Linked DNA regions of Mus musculus: region 2 is linked to region 1. The links are chromatin contacts, called in public HiChIP or PLAC-seq maps. All regions are on one chromosome and are shown on one strand. The core of a region is the stretch at or near the end of the contact, and the rest is flanking DNA. Distances in the headings are between cores, read along the strand shown. Region 1 has its middle 10 kb from the start of Gm13001. Region 2 holds the start of Wnt4 (wingless-type MMTV integration site family, member 4).

The links. HiChIP or PLAC-seq counts read pairs in DNA pulled down with a chosen protein or histone mark.
Region 2: an H3K4me3 HiChIP or PLAC-seq map of embryonic limb bud shows a contact between it and region 1, with 6 times the contacts expected there. The contact joins the promoter of Wnt4 here to the enhancer-like site in region 1. A contact is called at or near these places in 16 of 39 promoter capture datasets (3T3-L1-derived adipocytes, the C10 cell line, the HPC-7 cell line and 10 more), 2 of 484 Hi-C or Micro-C datasets (embryonic fibroblasts and uterus) and 16 of 115 datasets of contacts at active chromatin or transcription factors (craniofacial prominence, embryonic basal ganglia, embryonic forebrain and 10 more).

Annotation. Positions count from the first base shown.
Region 1 is chr4:137,126,479-137,129,885 of GRCm38.p6, reverse strand. No RefSeq gene overlaps it. Among named protein-coding and RNA genes, the nearest start is that of Gm13001, 10 kb to the right of the region's middle. Within about 2 kb of position 1,530, at least 27 of the 459 cell types and tissues checked have an H3K27ac peak or open chromatin away from gene starts, as enhancers often do. A contact at or near this core is called in embryonic forebrain and embryonic limb bud, where this site is marked.
Region 2 is chr4:137,275,943-137,279,349 of GRCm38.p6, reverse strand. It overlaps Wnt4 (wingless-type MMTV integration site family, member 4), which reads right to left and starts at 1,715. Exons shown (of 5, transcript NM_009523.2): 1 at 1,594-1,715. The coding sequence starts at 1,670.

The sequences.
Region 1 (3,407 bases), core at 281-2,780:
CTGGAGGGGTCTAGCCTGGCCACTTCCTGTTGCTACCTGACTATTTGAGGGCCTCAGTGGTACCTTTCAGATGGGAGAAAGACCCCAAATCATACCTATGGCTTCCTGAAGGCCCCCCTCCCCAGGATGTGGGTGAATTGGGGTCGGTTACCCCTCCTGGAATCCTTATGTTGAAGGCAAGACACGCTCCTGTGTTATGGGATCTTGCCCTTGGGCTAGCTTACCCAGTCCCCTGGGGGCCAGGTCCTTGTCATACTTACTGGCTGTGCCCTGTGACCCAGCAGCGGGTGGAGGATTCCTGGTCCCTTGACCTCATCTTCAGTGGCCAGCAAGCACTCTGTTTTGTACCTCAGCTAGCAGAGCTGGGGAAAGGGAAGGGGCACTGAAGGTAGGCCAGGGTGAGCTGAGGGAAGAGGGGGGCCTCAGTTCCTGGTTGACACTGCAGGAGCGAGCTTCTTCTTGTGGTAGCCTTGGTCACAGGCCTGTGAACAGGCCTGAAGGTGAAGAACCTTGGGAAGAGCTGTGCCCCTCAGAAAAGCTGTGCAGCAGGCAGAGGTCCCCCGACCCTGACCACCCCCACACACTGCATTTTCTCACCCCAACCTCCCAGGCTGAAGCCCCCAGCTCTGTAAGCTTCTGAAACAGGTCTCCACAAAACCCCCCTTGGGAGCCTCAGCTATGTGTGTACACAGTAGGGTCTTTACTAGATCATTGACCACGGTATCTGAATCCTCTCTGATAGAGAACCTTCACAGCCACCCTTAAAAGCAAGCAGCATCGGCCCCATCTCACAGATGAGAACCCTGGGGTTTGAGGAGGTAGGGAATCCGGTTTTTCCCTGTGTGAGAGAACTGTCTGCAGCCCACACCTTCTGACCGCAGGCCTGGCGGCATGCATTGACTTCTATTGTCCTCTCTTGTCCAGGTGAGCTTGTTCAGTCTTGTATGATGTGTCCCTACACCCCGTAAATGGCTGTTTGAAGAACTGAGTGTCTAAGGAAAGGGTTCCCTGGAAGATGGTGGAGACCTTCCTATTCATGGCCACCTTGGATCAGACATCCTCTTTCCAAGGCACAGTCTGGATCTCCGAGTAGGCTCTTTCCACCTACAGTGATAGCCTGGATATCATGTCCACCTCCTGCCCATGCTAACTTTCTGTGGCCCTCTCCAGTCTATATGTGCCTTTCCCTTCCCCACATCTCACTTCCTAGACGAGGAAACTGAGGCCCAGAGAAAGAAGCAGCTGACCCAGTCACAGACTCAGAGTTCAAGCAAGAGCCAGGTTGCGGGGCTTTGGGCTTGCTTGTGGCTTGGAGTCCTGGGACCACCTGTCCCTACTACCCAAGCTCTGGCCCCTGGGCCCGACTGGGAATGTTCTTGCGAGGCCTCTGCCCATGTCAAGGCTGTGGTAAGTGTTTTATTGTTTGCCCGAAGAGGTGTGAATGAAGTAACGGGCCTTCTCCAGCACTCCATCTGTCTCGGGCTGACAGGCGTGCTCTGAGCCGGGGCCCGCTCTGTAAACGCTGTCACCCTGCCATCGCAAGCAGGCAGCTTCCTCCGGGAAACCTTAATCGGGGGCCTCCCGCACCCACAGCTGGCCCTGTCCACAGCTCATAAATCACCACCGCCTTCCCGGAAAGCTGAGGGAGACAAAGAGGGTGATGGGGACAGACAGGGCTGGCAAGCAAGGGAGGACAGGCAGGTGAAGAGAAAGAGATGATGCCACTGGACAGACAGACAGACCGGGAAGGAAGAAAGCCGAGAGGAGGAGAGGGTGGGAGAGGCCAAGTGGGCAGGTGTTTGGGAAAGGCAAAGATGGAGAATAGTGAGACTCAGTAAGAGGCTGCAGCCGAGGTTGCAACAGATGAGACAGAGAGGAGGGAGACACTGAAGGACAAAGGGACAGAGGAGAGGAGCAGGGTGTCAAGGGGAAGAGGCGAAAGGAGGGATAGGTTACCGAAGCAGGCAGCAGGGACAGGCACAGTTCCCAGCCCAGGAGAGCAGAGGTGGTGAGGCCGTAGCCTCCTGCCTGCACCCACAGACCTCCACCCGGACCTATGCTCACCCTGCAAGGGCACAGTGGTCCTCAGAGGGCAGGAGATTCACCCAGCCAACACAGAACATCTGAGCCTGGGAGCCACAGCATGCATGGCCTCATATCTCCCTTTGTGTGCACATATGAATACCTGCAGGGGAGCCTCAGAGATGATGCCTTAGAGATGAAGCCATGGGGGAGCCTTCCCAAACCCACAGGGCCTAAATCATTATTCAAGTCAGCATGTGGTGTGTATGTGTGTGAGAGAGAGAGAGAGAGAGAGAGAGAGAGAGAGAGAGAGAGAGAAAGAGAGAGAAAAAACGTGTGTGTGTGATGTGTGTGTATGTATGTGTGATGTATATGAGTGTGTGAATAGTCTGTAGTGTGTATGTGGTACATGAATGTGTGTGTAAGTGTATGAGTGCTTATGAGTGTGTGTAAGCGTAGTGTATGTGAATGTGTGTGGTATGTATATGCGTGTGTGTGTGAGAGTGTGGTATGTGTGAGTGTAGTATGAATGTGATGTGTATGAGTGTATGAGTGTGTGTGTAAATGAGTATAAATGAGTGTGTGAGTGGTGTGTGTGTTTGTATGTGTTGTGTGTGTATGACTGTGAGTGTGTATGAGTGTGCGTATTTATGAATGTATGTGAGTGGTGTGTGTGTGTGTGTGTGTGTGTGTGTGTGTGTGAGGGGAGGCCCCGGGGAGAGGGACTGGTGTGTAGGACAGAGGACCTCTATTGCACTCCACTCTGCTCTTTGAGTCCAGGTCTCTCACTTACCACAGAACTCATCTGGACTGTGTTAAGAGTTCCGCTGGATTGGCTAGAGAGCTCTACGGCGCTTATTGCCATGCTTCGATTTTTACATGGATGCCGGGGAATTGAACTCAGGTCCTCAAGCCACACAGGAGACGGTTCACTGACTGGGCCATCTCCCTGGCCCCAGCTTTTTTTTTTTTTTAAATCATTTTCTTACCAAGCTCTGCCATTCTGGCCTTTCGGGCTACACTGAGACACAGTCAACCTCGAGCACAGTAGACATGTGTGCTTGCGATACTACAGAGGAGCCTACACAGGGACACAGCGGGGCTCACTGATTTATGAAGATCTTCAGCGAGACCTCACATGGGGGGTGGTGCGGGAACCTCTGAGCAAAGACCTGGAATGAGTGAGGGAGCAGACAACCATGGGCACTGGAAATGTCATAAGCTAAGACCCCAGGGCAGGACTGTGCCTGAAGACCAGGAAGACAGACAACATCTGGAGTGGAGTGTGGAATGGGGTGGGGGGAGCAGGAGTCAGAGAAGTGGGGACCAGGTCACACAGGCACTGCTGGGGGCATCGAAGGACAGAAATCACTAGAAGTGAGGCT
Region 2 (3,407 bases), core at 466-2,965, 150 kb before region 1:
TGGGCCTTAGTTTTCCTCATCTATAAAGGGAGCTAAAGAGCCAGGAGCGTCGGAGGGCCTTTCTGTGGCAGCTGTCTCCGTGTTTGCTGCAGGCCTGGCTCACACACTTCTCACTGTTTCCTTGGCTTTTTTTTTTTTTTTTTTTTTTTTGTACTGCTTGGTGCTGGGCAGGTCAGCTGAACTTCTAGTTTCCCCTGATGCTCAGACCTCTAAACCTATCTATTTAAGAGGCAACTCCAGAGACCCCAGACTCCTTCAAGTGCAAAGTGCTTTCTCAGGTCTGCAACCCAGGTCTCACTGGGGGAGGGAGCATTCTGCAAGAAGTGGGGGGCGGGAGGGGAGGGGACGGTGGCTGTGCCCTGGTTTCTGTCCACTCTGCCACTGCCCCTGAAGTGTTAATCAAATTAAGAATCCAGGAAAAACAATGCAGCCACTTTGGGCCTCAGAGGAATTGCGAGCTCTCGGAACAGCTGGGAGAATTCCACATCACCTCAGTCTCCCAAGCTCTGGGTGGCTCTGACCCCAACGAACACACTCCTTTCCAGTCTCCAGGGCCCTGGCTGGCCACAATGACCTCATAGCAACAGCCATTGGACACTCAGGGCAATTTCATGGGAGATATTTGTTCTTTGGTCTTGATGCAGAGAGAATTTTTCCTTTCCCACTGTCTCCATGGAAACCCCAGCTACACTGTTGGCTATCCCCCCTTCCCACCTCATGCTTTTCAGATCAATACAGGAGCTTGGCTCCCCACTGGCTGCCCACAGTGGAAGGCTGCAGAGCTCTGGGCAGGAGAAGTTGGGGCCAGGGTTAAGCCTGGGCCATAGGAAGTGCCACTGAGGAGGGATGAAGGAGTCTAAAAGCTGGTTCCTTGTTCTCTTAGTCACTAGCTCTTTAGCTCGCCTTCCCAGGGATCCTCCCGAGCGCAGACCCAGTCAGGGAGAGACACACAGGTCACCAGTGGTTACCACCCCCTTCCTTCTTAGGCAAGACCCTTAGAGGTGGATGGGGGTTGTCGCCTTCTTTATTAAAGGTTGGGAGAAGTTTCTTCCTGCCTCAGGGAACAGCGAGGAGCAGCCAGAGCCAGCCTGCGGGCTCTCAGAGGCTCGGCGCCCCGGTCCTGGACTTCTATGTTTGGCTCCCGCCCCCCAAGCAGAAACAGGTCTCTGCACGCCTCCAGCTCAGCCCGCAGCGCGGCGCGGCGCAGCGCAGCGCGAGGAGCTCGCGCCCAGACTCCTCGCGGTTAACCTGCTATTATGCTCGGGACGCTTTCCCTCGGAGACCTGTCAGCCCGCCGGTTTGCGCCTCGCTCCGTTCCCGGGCCACCGCCCCGCGCTCGCACCCCCGCGCGCCCTCGAGCACCCAAAGGAGCCTCCCGGTGCAGACGCACTGCCAGCCCTGCTACCCCGAGCCGGACTGGGGCAGCAGGGGTCCCGGGACCTCCAGAGGGAAGACCGGACAGTGGTGGTGGCCGGCAGGAGGAACCGGCGGGAGCGCGATCCTCGGGTCCCACGGCTGAGACACCTGCCGGGAGCCCCCTGCGCCTGTGGCCCCGGGACCCGCCCCGCCCGCCCGGTCCCCGGCCCGACTTACAGCCAATTGCTCGCGGCGGCCGAGAACACGGCGAAGACGAGGAGTCGCAGGGACCGCAGGCACGAACGGGGGCTCATGGTGCCGTGCGCGCCCAGCCCGGGGCAGCGGCCGCAAGGCTCCCGTCGGGGCGGCAGGTGGGCGCCGCGCGGACGGGCTGGGGCGCCGGGCCGGGGCGCGCGGCGGGGCTCAGCCTCCGAGCAGCCGGCCGCGCCGCCCGCTGCTGCGCCCGCTGCCCGGCGGACCCGACTGTCAGCGCCGCCCCAGAGCCGGGATGCGGCGGTGGCGGCGGAGGCGGGCGGGCGGCCGGCGGGGCGGGCCGGGGGCGGGCCGAGGATGGGGTTACCTGGGCGGGTCCAGCGGCGTGGGACAACCCCCCCCCCACGGGGGCGGTCCTGAGCCCGCGGGACTGGGCTTCTCCTGGGGGGCCTCCCCGGCCCGGCGCCCGGACGCGCTCGGAGCCTCAGCCCCGCTGCTGCAGGCACGCTTGGCCGCACGCCGCCCAGTTGGGCCGAGCTAGAGGCGCGGCGACCCAGCTGCTGGGTCCCCGCCCGGGGCCTTAGGGACGAGCGGGCACAGCTCCCCCAGCCCGCCGCTGCGGGCACTGCAGCGCCGCCCTGGCCGCGCCCCGCGGCCCCCCGCCGGCGCCTGGGAGCCGGGATCCCCGGCCGACCCCGGCGGAGCCACCGGAGCGAGAGCGGCTGCTACTCGCGCGCACCCAGTCGCTCGCGCTCAGGGCGCACCAGGCTGGGGTGCCGCCCGGCTGTCCCCACCGGACCCCTCCCCGCCCTCAGGCCCCCGCGTTCTGTGGTCCGGCCCCTCCCTAGCACTCACCTCCCTCCAGCCTTCCCGGAGCTGGACAGGGGCCTCTCTACTTCGGGCAGCTTGGGACAGTGGCCTGAGACTCCGGGAATCCGAAACCTCGCTTCTGGATCGCCCTGAGTTCTGGCGCGCTCCAGGCAGCGAGGTTTTGAGCGAACCCCTTGCCTTTCTGTGTAGACCTTCTGCTTAGGAACTGGAAGGCTGTGGAGGCTTCCTTTTAGCACAGGAACCAATCTTTGCTGTCTGCTTGGGTTTCTGTTCGATTCTTTTATTACTTCTCCCACGTCAGGCAGATTCAACCCTTAGCTTGGTGTCTGGCACAGAGTGGGTGGGTGACACGTTTGTGGAGTGAATGAATGGAGTGGAGATATTGCTTAAAAACCCATGCCTGGCTGGTGCTGAAGCTCAATTCCGTGTTAATAGTTACTTGCCATGGCTGGGCCACACCCTCTCCAGGTCACTGATAGAGCCCAGACTCTGGCCCTGCCTGAGGCTACATCCCACTGAGCTAGAGGAACTCTGTCTAAACAGGACACGAAAGCCCAGAGACCCTACTCAATCTCACTAAAAGCAAGGGGGAGAGAAAATGACCTGGCCTCTGCCCTTCCAGAACCAACTGTTTTCTCTATGTGAGTTTGGCTGCCCACCCCCACCATGGCCACGTTTGACTCCAGTTGTCTGGGTTAACCCAGGAGAGACTTGATAAGCGTTTGGCATGGAGGCTGAGCAGAAGGTGGTAGGGATCCGTGGAGCCCCGGCAAAAGTGCAGATGTGAGTTCATGTACCACATGTCTAAATATTTGCAGGTGATAAATCAAGCTAACAAAACGAGGAATAAAATATGTCCTAGCCAGCTCTCAAAAAAACACGCTTTCATAATAACATGCAGAACTGCTCTGAGTGTGAGCTTCTCACACTGCCTGGGTCCCGCATATGCATGGTGCAGCAATGAAGTGCACAGAGAGTGACCCTGGTGCCTGGTCCTGACTCTCACC